Regions from separate parts of the Pan troglodytes genome. Here region 2 is linked to region 1. Evidence: chromatin contacts called from public HiChIP or PLAC-seq data. All regions are on one chromosome and are shown on one strand. Each heading gives the region's core, a stretch centred on a gene start, on an enhancer-like site or on the middle of the called end of the contact. The rest is flanking DNA. Distances are from core to core; before and after follow the strand shown. Region 1 holds the start of MRPS35 (mitochondrial ribosomal protein S35). Region 2 holds the start of SMCO2 (single-pass membrane protein with coiled-coil domains 2).

Region 1 (6,327 bases), core at 1,054-3,553:
CCTCTGGAGTAGCTGGAACTACAGGCATGGGCCACCACGTCTGGCTAATTCCTTGTATTTTCAATAGAGACGAGGTTCCGCCATGTTGCCCAGGCTGGTCTCAAACTCCTGGGCTCAAGGGATCCGCAGGCCTCCACCTCCCACAGTGCTGGGATTACAGGAATGAGCCACCACACTCAGCCCCTTGGCAGGGCTTTTGATTTTCTTCTTCCAGTCTTCCCAATTCGTGTACATGGAATCATCATTCATCCAATTGCTCAGAACAAAAATGTAACAGGATTTTTTTGAGACTTGTCCTCAAGCCCCACATCAAATCCATCAGTAAATCCTATGAACTTTACCTTCAAAATATATCGCAAATACAACCACACCCCCTTCTCCACTATTACTTTAATCCAAGTCACCATCACCTCATTTGGATTACTGCAACAGCCTCCAAACAGATCTTTGGCTTCCACTCTTACCCCAGTAAAGCAGCCAGTGATCTTTTAAAAACGTAAATCACATTATATCAGTTCCCTGTTCCAAGCCTTTCAATATAAAACCCAAGCCAAAATCCAAATGAAATGTCTACAAACTCTTGAGAGATCAGATTATTACTTAACTAACTCTCTGACGTCTTATACTACCACTCTCTCCTCTACTCACACTTAGCTCCTGCCACATTGTCCTTCTTCCCGTTCCTTGATCACACCCCTCAGATTGTTCTCAACTTTTGGCCTTTGCACTTATAGTTCCCCATACCCCAAAGGCTCTTTCCCCATATCTCTGCATGGCTTGGGGCCCTGTTCAAATGTCACTTCCTCAGAAAGATCTTTCCTGACCATCCTGTGGCCACTACTCCCCCCAAATCCATCATTCTCAATACTCTACTTTATTTTTCTTCATAGCATTAAACCCTATCTGACATCTTATTTAGTTGTTTGGTTGTTTATACTATTGACTTCCCCACCTTGCCGTATCTCCGGTGAGTGTCTAGAACACTGCATGGTATACAATAGGAGTTAAGTATTCCAAGAATGAAATAATGAAAATTTAAAAATAGACAATTATTAGACCTATGAAGAGCCAGTATGAAGGATTAATGTATTTATAGTTTATCTGAAAACAATGGGAAACCATTTGTAGATCTTGAACAGGAGAGCAGCAAGACAAGATCTAAATTTTGAAAACCTCATTTGGCTGTTTTGAGAATTCAATGTAGGAGAGCAAGAGGGGAAACAGGAAACGGAAAAAAAAACTTGTAGAAATGAGATGGTCACCTGAACTAGATAGTTGGTAGTATGAGGAGAGTAAATTAGAGATATAACAGGAAGTAGCACAGGTAGGATCCGCCGATTGATTAGACTCACGCCAGCTCCTCCTCAACGCTCCTGTCACTCTAGCCACACTTCTATCACAGCGCCTCTCACCCTACATAGCACTTCTCCGCTAATAAGTCTGTATTTTCCACTAGAGTCCTCCGGGGTAAGCACGCTATCAAGCATCCCTACAATCTCTGTTAAATGGAGGTCATCAACGCCTGTTGAATGAAGGCCGCCCATTTGGTGGCCTGGAATTCAGAGCAGCAATTTGTCCTAGCACAGCCGTATGACTCTCTTAATGTTTGGGGAAATCCATGGTTCAACAGCGCCGATGCCCGATAAACAACACAGCACCAGTAACCTGTGCCAGGGGCTGTGGACGGGGGCAACACAGGAGCAGGTCACGGGGAAGGGGAATGTAAGCTTTCTGAGCAAACTCCCAGAGCACCCAGGGCAGAAACAGGCGGCTAGAAGCCGGGCAACGCGGGTGCAGAACACAGACCCACGTCCATGGTTTTCCTACGAGACGGGCCTGGCAGCGGACGCACTGGCCTCCCCCGGGCGGCGCTGGCTCAGCCACCGCGGCACCCTTCATGAGGCCGGTATTCCGCTCTTGCACCTCCCCCAAAGCCCGGAGAAGACGAGACAGACACTCACGCAGGCTAGGTGTCGGGACCGGAGTGGCCGAGTACACGGCAGTGGAGAATGCACGCAGAGTCCTTGCCCTCGACTGCAGAGACAGCCATGCCGGGAGCGCGGCGGCCGCCATGGCTGCGAGGACGGCAAGCCGGAGGGGACAAGCGGCGTTCAGTGTCAGGGGCGGGCCTGGGGCCGCTAAGCGCAGGCTCCCTGGGCTGGCACCGCCCTAGGCTGGAGAAAGAGGAAACACGTTGGTCTGCGCACTCAGAGCCGAGTCAAATGTGCAGGAAGATTCCCCCAAACTGAAAGAAGTAATGAAAAGAAAACAAAAAAATCCTTAAAAATCGAGTGAATCAGTTCGTAGAGAATTGCAGATAAAGACCGTAGGGATAGGGGTTGCGGCTCACTGAAGGCGGGCGTGCTCTGGGTGGAACCTCAGTTGATCCGAGAGTCAGGCGGTCTACCCGAGGGACTCTTGTTATTTATAATTGTTGCTTTTCTACATTTACTTGGATTAAAGAAGTCTTCAACTAATGCCAGTAATATGCGCTAAGGGGAGAGAAGCAGTATCCCGAGCCAGAGTGCTTGGGTTTCAAACTTGACTTCACCACTTCTGGGATGTATGATCTCAGACAAGTTAGCATAGACAAATATTTGTGTACAGCGTTGGCATACAGTGAACACCGCGTGTACGTAGCCTATAACTTTTAGCTATATATGGTTAGCTTGTTGTTAGATCAGCTTAGAATTACAGAAAGTCAGAACTCATCAGGACCTAGAAAATAAACTTTTAATGAACACTCTTAAATTTTCTACGGTAGGATGAATTAACATACAAGCCTTAATAAAACAGTTCTCGGCCGGACGCGGTGGCTCGCGCCTGTAATCCCAGCACTTTGGGAGCCCGAGGCGGGTGGATCACCTGAGGTCAGGAGTTTGGGACCAGCCTGACCAACATGGAGAAACCTGGTCTCTACTAAAAATACAAAATTAGCCGGGTGTGGTGGCACATGCCTGTAATCCCAGCTACTCGAGAGAAGAATCGCATGAACCCGGGAGGCAGAGGTTGCGATGAGCCGAGATCGCGCCATTGCACTCCAGCCTGGGCAATAAAAGCAAAACTCCGCCTCAAAAATAAAATAAAATAAAATAAAATAAATTCTCTATTTTCTCTTTATTTTAAAAATTATTTTAATTAATTAATTAATCATTATTATTTTTGAGACAGAGTCTTGCTCTGTTGCTAGGCTGGAATGTGGTAGCAGGACCATGGCCCACTGCAGCCTTGACCTCCCAGGCTCAAGTGATCCTCCTACCTCAGCCTTTCAAGTAGCTGAGGCTACAGGCACGCACCACCACACCCAGCTAATTAAAAAAAAAATTGTTTTTCCAGAGATGAGGTCTCACAGTGTTGCCAGGGCTGGTCTCAAACTCTTGGGTTCAAGCGATCCTCCTGCCTTGGCCTCCCAAAAAAGTGATAGGACTACAGGCGTGAGCTACTGCACCTGGCCTATTTTTTCTATTTTTAAGTTTTTTGTAGAGTTGGGGGTCTTGCTATGTTGCCCAGGCTGGTCCCAAACTCTTGGCTTCATGTGATCCTCCTGCCTTGGCCTCCCAAAATGTCGGGATTACAGGCATGGGTCTGGCCTATTTCCCTATTTTGTCTCAAAGTGACAAAATTATAACAGTAAAAACAACTAGAAATAAACAAAACCGATTCTTGGTAAGCATACAACCAGTAGAGCAGAGGTATGCAGGTGTCCAAGAATATTCTAGCTGTGAACATTCAGTGCACCATGGACATCAATCAGTAAGGTATGGGAGGGGGATAAATAGCATGAGATGGACAAGCATTTGTAATATTCATCATCTTCATCTTTTCTGGACTTTTACCATCCTGTTATTGTTCCAAAATAGAAGCATGATGTATGAGTTTCCTAGGGGATTAGAACAAAGTACCGTAAACTGGGTGACTTAAAACAACAGAAATTTCCTCTCTCACAATCCTGGAGTCTGGAAAGTCCAAAATCCAGGTGTCGGCAGGGTTGGTTCCTTCTGGAGGTTCTGAGGGAGAATCTGTTCCATGCCTCCCTCCTAGCTTCTAATGGTTGCTGGCACTCCTTGGCTGGTAGACACATCACGTCACCTTCTGCCCCCATATTCCAATGGAGTTCTCTCCTCTCCTCGGACTATTTTTAAGATCGAAATCATGGCCTTTTTAATCAGATGGAGGTGAGGTTTGAATCCAGGCTCTGGTTCTTTATGATTTTGGGCAAATCTACCTTATCTTTCTGAGTTTCAGTTTCAAGGAAAATGACAGCAATAATATTTTTCTTACGACAGTCGTGATTAAAGGCATAAATATAAACGGTGGGCATTGGCATTAAGTGTAGGGTCAATGCAACAGCCTCCTTTTCTTGCAAGTTTGTATATTTTAGTAAAGTGCAAGTCCTATACCATAGAAATTTAGGGACAAAAGGAGTATGATCATATTCATACTGTTACCAGCGGCAAATCTGTACAGGTCTGCGGCAACCTCAATTCTTGCCTCCTCAGAAGAAAGAATTTGATCGAGGAACATAAGGCAGAAGGAGAGACAGAAGCGACTTTTAGAGCAGGAGTGAAAGTTTATTAAAAAGCTTCATAGCAGGAACAAAAGGAAGGAAATACACTGGGAAGAGGCCCAAGTGGGCGACTTGAAAGTCAAGTACCCCATTTGACCTTTGACTTAGGGTTTTATACGTTGGCATACTTCTGGGGTCTATGTCCCTTCTCCCCTGATTTTTCCCTTGGGGTGGGCTGTCTGCATGCACAGTGGCTTGCCAGGACTTGGGAGGGGAGCATGCATAGTGTGTTTATTGGAGTCGTATACATGCTTACTTGAGGCATTCTTCCATTAGCAGTTGCACGTCCCTAGAAGATCAAATACCAGTTAAATTCTGCCATTTTGCTTCTTAATGTGCACGCTTGCGCACACTCACCCAGCTCCTGAGATCTTACTGGAAAGTTGCTGATCACTAGTTTCAGGTTTTTTGTATCTATTGGGAGAATGCTATTCCCTGGTGCTGGCTGCAACCAATTATTGTTTTAGAAAGACAGTTAATAACCACCTGACCGTCACCTGATGGTCGCCTGAAATTCCTGGGGGGGGTGTGTGTGTGTGTGGAGGGGGCTGTGTGTATAAGGGGAGCCCTCTCCTGCCCTGCTCATTCATGACTAGCTACCTACTCTAACAATATTTCTTAATTTCTGAGCAAGATATTAAAGACGTAGGTCCCCATTCTACCTTGCTATGCGTTCTATCTTTTGTTGTACTCTCCCCCTAAGACTAAAGTGGATAGATGACCAGAGCTAGAGGAGCCAGAAAAATACTTATTGTTTTCCCTGGCATCAAGTACAGTAAGTTTCATTCTATAGTAGAAGTTAAAAATTCATTCATAATGCTATTAATGCTATCAACAAGCAAAAATATCTGTCTTGTGCAGTGTAAAGAGTAAAGCATGTACTATCTTGCACATAGGGGTTACTAAGATTACATAATTTTTCACTTGGCAGTGATCTTAGAGGTGCAATCATTCACTCACGATAAAAATATTTTCTTTGCTGGGTGCAGTGGCTCACTCCTGTACTCTCAACATTTTGGGAGGCTGAGATAGGGGAATCACTTGAGCTCAGGAGTTTAAGACCAGCCTGGGCAACGTAGCAAGAGCCTGTCTCTACAAAAAATACAAAAATTAGCCAGGCATGGTGATGTGTGCCTGTAGTCCCAGCTACTGGGGAGGCTGAGGTGGGAGGATCACTTGAGCCCAGGAGGCAGAGGTTGCAGAAAGCCGAGATAGTGCCACTGCACTCCAGCCTGGGCGACAGAGTGAGACCTGTCTCAAACAAACAAAAAAAATATTTTCTTCAAACTTTATGACCATGTAATCTAACACATCATAGAAGCTAGGCTGGCTTCATAGACATACAACGTGCCTGCGCTTGGCCTAATGCTTTGCTGTTGCTGTCTTAAAATTCTTAATACTTTTTTTAACAAGGAGTCCTGCATCTTCAGTTTGCACTGGAACCTACAAATTATGTAGCTGGTCCTGTGTAGAACAATTTTAAATATTAAGCTGTCTTACAATTGGTTTTTATTATATTTAAACCTGAATTAATTCAATAAAAGCTACTTTTTAATTTTTTATCTTTATGGATACATAGTAAGTATATATATTTATGGGGTATATGATATATATTGATACAGACATAAAATGTATCATAATCACATCAGGGTAAATGGGGTATCCATCACCTCAAGCGTTTATCCTTTGTATTAAAAAGCTACTTTTAATCAAAACTAACTTCTTCTTTTTTTCTCTCTCTTTTTTGAGAAGGAGTCTTG
Region 2 (6,327 bases), core at 2,447-4,946, 280 kb after region 1:
ACTCTGGAAAGAATGCTGAAAGCAAACTGTTTTTTATGGCAATTGGGCAATTTTGATTTGGCAATTGCACTCCAAGAAATTCATTCTAAACAACAGGAGAGAGGTGTACAGCATGTGTGTCTGTAGAAGGGATGTTAGCTGTCATATTACCCACAATAGCAAAACTTTCCGACATCCTAAATGCTTCATAATAAAGAAATATTTAAATGAATTGTTGACTTCCTATTCTATACTCATTCTGGGCCATTCATGAAGTGACAATAAAAGTATACTTAGAAACATAACTATAAATATGATAATCAGCTAAAAAAAGGTGTAAGTGGTTGCTCTGGAGAACAAGAATTAGGGCTAAGGTGGGGACTATTTTTTTTTTTTTTGTAATTTTATGACTTTAAATGATATCTGACTTTTAACCAATATACGCATTACTTTGTACAATTTTATTATTCTTTTTTGTATTAAACAGTAGGATTCTAATTTTAAAAAAGTCATTAGAATACAAAGGCCTTGAAAAAAGAGAAAGACTACTCAAGTGTTGACTATGGTTTTTCACTAGGTGGTAAAATTTTTTATTAGGTGATTTTTATTTTCTTCTTAGCACCTTTATATAATCCTGAATTCTCCAAAAATGAATGTAAAGTTCTTTTACAAACAGAAAAAAAATTTAAAAAGCAATCTGCTACTAATACGTTACTACAAAGAAATAGTGTCTTTTTACTCCGTAAGTTTTAATTATTTTACATATAATCTATGTGTCCATTTTCTCCCTCAAGAATAGATATTTCAGACACTACAACTGTGTTTTGCTTGACCTTTGCTAAATCAAACTGAACATTCATGGGCTGCCAAATAATTTAATCATCAGCTAATTACGTGCTATTTGTCTACATGTCCCTTCTGGTAGATGGGAAACCTTTTGGGTGATTGCTCGGTCAACAAAGTATTAAATAAAATTTTCAAGGGCTCTAGTAAGTTTTAAGTTGATGTAATATAGGCATCCCATTTTAGTGTAGTTTTGTAAAAAAAAAAAAAAAGTACATTTATTTCATGTATTTACCCCCAAGGTAAAATGTAACAGGTTTCCTCCTGGACAGGAGTAAATGTGAGAGGCATTGCCTTAAAGTCAGCCAGGAGCCAGGAGTGTCTAAGAAACTGTCATTCCAAGGCCAGAGGTACACAGCTGGACAAGAATTTAAGACAACTCTTTACTGACTCCCTCAACACACAATGCCTTAAGCAATGGACAGAGTCCTCCACAGTGACTAGTGGCTGAGTATTTAAAAAACAAAAAAGGCCAAGATTAAGATTAAAAAGGTGTGACACAGCTTTCTCTGCCTTGCCTCCCCTCCTCAACAAAAAACAACCAAAACAGCCAAACAAAAAGATTGAGGCTCACATACTGAAAGTGCCTTTGCAAAAATTATGACAGTGAGAAAAATCTGACATAGGAAAATTATGACAGTGATAGAAATCTGACCTAACCAGCTCCATCTTGCTTCTAACTTCCAAGGTGTCCTTGTTCATTCCTGGGTGTAGGTTGAATTAACTTTGGGAGGGATTTAGTTTATAGTTTAACTTTGAAACAAAGATGCTAACAGCCCCTCCCTGAAACAAAACCACTCCTTGCCTGGGGACCAGACTGCCTTTGTAAAACTAACAAATTATTTACAAGATCAGAAATTATGGCTCAGGAGTATTCCCAACCTCCCCAATTGCTCCTGTGGATAACATCGCTATTGTAAAACCTAACATTGGTGTTCAGAGATGTTTCTGATGAACCAACTGGTGTCACCCACAAGGGTAATCCGGTTCAACTAGTTCTGCAATCCCATCCAGGAACAGAAGACAGCAAGAAAAACCAGCTTCAACCCCATATGATTTCATCCTTAACCCGACCAATCAGCATTCCCCATTCCCTAGCCTTCTGCCTGCCGAAGTATCTTTAACAAACTCTCACCTTCAAACTCTGGGGATGGCTGATTTGAGTAACAATAAAACTCCAGTCTCCCATTTACTTGGCTCTGCGTTTATGAAACTCTTTATTGCAATTTCCCCATCTTGATAAATCGGTTCTATCTGGACAGCAGGCAAGAAGAGCCCGCTGTGTGGCTGCAGTACCTACACCAATTCTAGGGAGTCAACCATCATGAATTACAAGAGGTTCTCTTGTCCCTTCTGCACATCCCTTCCCCTCTCTGGACCCAGGCTGTCTGGCTGTTGGCTATTTCTGATGTCTTTTCCCCTTCAAGGGTGCCTTTAAAGTTCATTTTAATGTATTTAATCAGAATTAAAATGTTATAAAGGGAAGGCAAAATAAGCAGTAGGGTAGGCAAAATAAGTAGGTAGGCCTCCCTGAGGCCCTCTGTTCCCTACTCTACTTTCCTCAGAAGAGCCCTAGAATAACAGGTCTGTGGATACGTCCATTTGTTGTTTGTGAATGGCAAGATCAGCGGTTCTCAAAGTGTGGTCCCCAGGCCAGATGCCTCAGCATCACATGACAACTTACTGGAAATGCAAATTCTCAAGCTCCAAGTCAGACCAACTGAATCAGAAATTATGGGCGTGAGGAGACCCATAATCTGTGTTTTAACAAGTCCTCCATGTAATTCTGATGCAAATAAATTTGAAAACCATTGGGCTGGATAAATAGGAAAAAACTGCCAGAGTATAACATATTTTGATGACTCTTCACAAGCAAAGTTAAAGCCTGACCTTCCCATACTCTATTAGCACTTTGCACATCCCTTTAAAGTAGCAGCTATCACATTCTATAGTTACTGCTTTCCACTGTCTTTCTACCAAACTGTGGTCTCTTAAGAGCAGGGACTGTGGCGTTTTCAATTGTCTCTAAGAGCATAGCACAGGATAAATAAGTGCTTACATTGAAACAAATGATGTCATTTATTAGGAACCATTTCAACTTTCTTTTAAAATGCCTATAGATGTCCCCCTTAGCAAACAAAATTGTTTACCTCTTTGTGCTGTAGATATACGTCTTCCCAAACACCCTACCTCAGTTGGGTTCTCTAGGTACTTAACGCTTTCCCATTGGTTATGAATTTGTACTGTCATTTGGGTTAAACTTTTGCAAGGCTTAAATTACTGTTATACTACTTATATATTTGTTTGCTATATAGTCTCAGGAATTTTTTACTAACTTAATGATGAAGCTTCTCTATAACACTAATTTCCAACATGTATTATCATACTGTAGAGCTTATAAATTAACATATAATGATCATTGTTAAAATTACTGTCAGACAATGTGTAAGCACTTTACATAAGCTAATTTAATCCTCACTAAAGCTCTGCAAGGGTATTTACAAATGAAGTCTACTTTACGAATGAAGAAACTGAGGCTCAAAAGCTTCAGTGTGCCGCTCATCTCAGCTTTCTCTCCCATCCTCCATACTCACATATCCAACTATCTACTAGACATCACCTGAACACAATTTGTCTAGAAGTGATGCATCTTCTACCCCAAAGTTGTCTCTCCTCATGTAACTCTTACCTCTTGAACAGCACTGCAATCCAGACCCCTGGGGCCAGAAACTTGAGTCATTGTTCACTGCTTTTGCTTCAACATTTCCCATATGCAATTGGTCCTCAAGTTCTTGCCATCCTACTTCTGTAATACAAATCTCTTAAATCTGTATCCTCTTCACCTTCACAGCCTCTTGTGCTGGCAGTGGGAGACCTGGGGAAGAGGAGAGTCCAATGTGTTGGAAGATCCCCATGGGAGATCCCCAGATTCCAACAGGGCTGCCTCGCCAAACTTCAACCCAAGGTTGGGCATGTATCACAGCCTGGCTAATCTGTATATTCCAGCCTGTTGACCTGGAAAGAACCTACTGCTTATTTTGCCTTTCCTTCCTAACATTTTAATTCTGATTAAACAAATTAAAATAAACTTTAAAGGCATCCTTGAAGGGGAAAAGATGTCAGATGCCAACAGCTAGACAGCCTGGGGCCTGAGGGAGGACAGGGTTATCTGCAGAAGGGACAACAGAACCTTGTAATTCACGATGGTTGACTCCCTAGAATTAGTGTAGATACTGCAACCACACAACAGAAAGTCCAGGTAGACCAAGTTGATCCAGAGGCCCAATCAATGCATATTTGCATGTGAATTACTAGGAAATAGAGAGGCTCTCTTTCCATTGAAATTGTCAGGTATAAGAACAATATATGCTTGGAACTTCTGAGTGTCATTATGCGGAGAGGGTCCACCGGAAGATAAAACCAGCTCATAGGAAAGCAAAGCTGAGGGATGGAATGAGGAAGAGGCAGAAAGGGAAGAGGAGAGAGTCAGAGGGACAGATAAGGCTGATGACGTTGGAGTCTGACGTGAGCACAAGGAAACCTTTACTGGTTAAACCACTGAGATTTTGGAGTTGTTACAGCAGTTAGTATACCCTGGGGAACATACCCAGAAATATATATAGTAACAGAGTTCAATGTACCCCTCTGCCCAGTGGTTTGAGGGCACTGGATGGTTTCCTTAATCTATGTTTCCACATTAGAAAGTAGTTAAGGGCGCACTTTTCGGAGGAAGTTTATTAAATTAAAAAAAAAAAACTACAAATGAGTAATTATAAAATATAATTTCACTCTTTTCATTATTTACCACAAAAATTTAAAAATACCAATATACAGACAAGCACAGAAAAGAGCTAAAAATTGTATAAAAGACAAATCTAAACTCAAGAATATATGAGAAGTGACGTACACCATACACTCTCAAGTGAGTTCAGAAAGCATGTTCCGTGCTGGACAGGTTTTCTTTCCAGGTCAGTTTTTATTGGCACCACACCTGGAAAGCTCTCTAAGCCAAAGTTCTTATGTGTCAGGATCTTCCTGGACCTCCCTTGGGAAGCATTTCTCATAAAACAACTCACACCAGACAGGCTGACTTATTGTAGGCACAAAAATCATAAATGCCTCTCACAGGCCCCATGGAGCTTGGGAAAAAAAGATCTGCTAATGAAAGCATTACAAAAACGGAAAAGTGGCACCTAGTGGCCACTTAGCAGCTTTTCTTTATGGCTTCTAGCTAATCATAGATGTCGGCCTGTCTGCCCGTAACATTGTGCTGGGCCAGTATGAGTCTCCAATTCCAGAGCTCAGTGATGACCCACCTGAGGGGGAGATACCTCTTGGCAGCATGATCTGAAACTGGACACTACTAAACATGGTCTGGGAACTAAATATTGGCTATTTCTTGTACCTGTGCCCCGGATTTTACGGAGATCCCTCAAAGACTATGACGACAAAGACATCCTTTTCTGTCGTGACACTGTAAATAAACACTTTCCTTTAAATTCCATTTATTTACTAAAAGTCTCTATTCTGTACTTTCCTGTTTGTCTTTCTGTTTCACAATAGATTTCTAAATTTAGTGATGACCATATAACTCATTTCACTTGATTCCAAGTATCATCCTGTAATAACACATCTGATATTTTAAAGTTTATTATTTTCAAAAGTTTAAATTTGGTAACATGGATAGACTTGTTATTTGATCTTAACAGATTCAAGGATCAATAAATAATTGTTCTTCAAACATGGTATTTAAGGAAAAATATCCTTATGGTATAAACTTTGGTCTACTTCAATAATAACCACTTAATACAATGTTCTAGAGCAGCGCTGTCCAATAGAAATATAATCTGAGCCACATGTATAATTTTATTTTCTTCTAGCCACATTAAAAAAGTAAAAAGATACAAGTAGAACTAATTTTAATGTTTTAATTCAGTATATCCAAAATATCATTTGAACATGTAATTAATATAAAATTATTAATGTGATATTTTACATTCTTTTGGTAATACTAGTCTTCAAAATCTGGTATGTATCTTACATTGATAGCACAGCTCACTTTGTACTAGCCACATTGCAAGTGCTCAGTAGCCACATATGGCTAGTGGCTACTGCACTGGACAGCACATTTCTAGGTTCCACCCTAACACCCAAGTCCTGTGGACTAGAATCCCAGAATCAGAGCTGGAAGTAAACATAGAGATCAAACCTCCTTTTAAAAATGAGGACGCTGAGGCACAGAGTTTAAATGGCTTGCATGAGGTCATACAGCTAAATTCAGCCTCAACAGGGTCTTCTGATTCTAGGCACTCTTCCCACTCCACTACATTACTGTAGTGGTAATTCTTAGGGTTAAAAAAAGTGTAGAGTAGGCCGGGCGCAGTGGCTCATGCCTGTAATCCCAGCACTTTGGGAGGCCGAAGTGGGCGGATCACGAGGTCAGGAGATCGAGACCATCCTGGCTAACATGGTGAAACCCCATCTCTACTAAAAATACAAAGCAAA

What was found. HiChIP or PLAC-seq counts read pairs in DNA pulled down with a chosen protein or histone mark.
Region 2: an H3K4me3 HiChIP or PLAC-seq map of stem cell-derived excitatory neurons shows a contact between it and region 1, with 4 times the contacts expected there. The contact joins the promoter of SMCO2 here to the promoter of MRPS35 in region 1. A contact is called at or near these places in 2 of 7 Hi-C or Micro-C datasets (blood and a lymphoblastoid cell line) and 1 of 1 datasets of contacts at active chromatin or transcription factors (stem cell-derived excitatory neurons).

What each region holds. Positions count from the first base shown.
Region 1 is chr10:67,826,917-67,833,243 of NHGRI_mPanTro3-v2.0_pri, forward strand. MRPS35 (mitochondrial ribosomal protein S35) reads right to left here and starts at 2,304. Exons shown (of 8, transcript XM_016923733.3): 1 at 1,962-2,304. The coding sequence starts at 2,073.
Region 2 is chr10:68,110,306-68,116,632 of NHGRI_mPanTro3-v2.0_pri, forward strand. SMCO2 (single-pass membrane protein with coiled-coil domains 2) reads right to left here and starts at 3,697. Exons shown (of 8, transcript XM_063786867.1): 1 at 3,512-3,697. It overlaps ARNTL2 (aryl hydrocarbon receptor nuclear translocator like 2), which reads right to left. Exons shown (of 17, transcript XM_063786849.1): 17 at 3,560-3,697. The coding sequence ends at 3,645. The region is part of intron 1 of LOC134807578 (a long non-coding RNA gene); the gene reads left to right.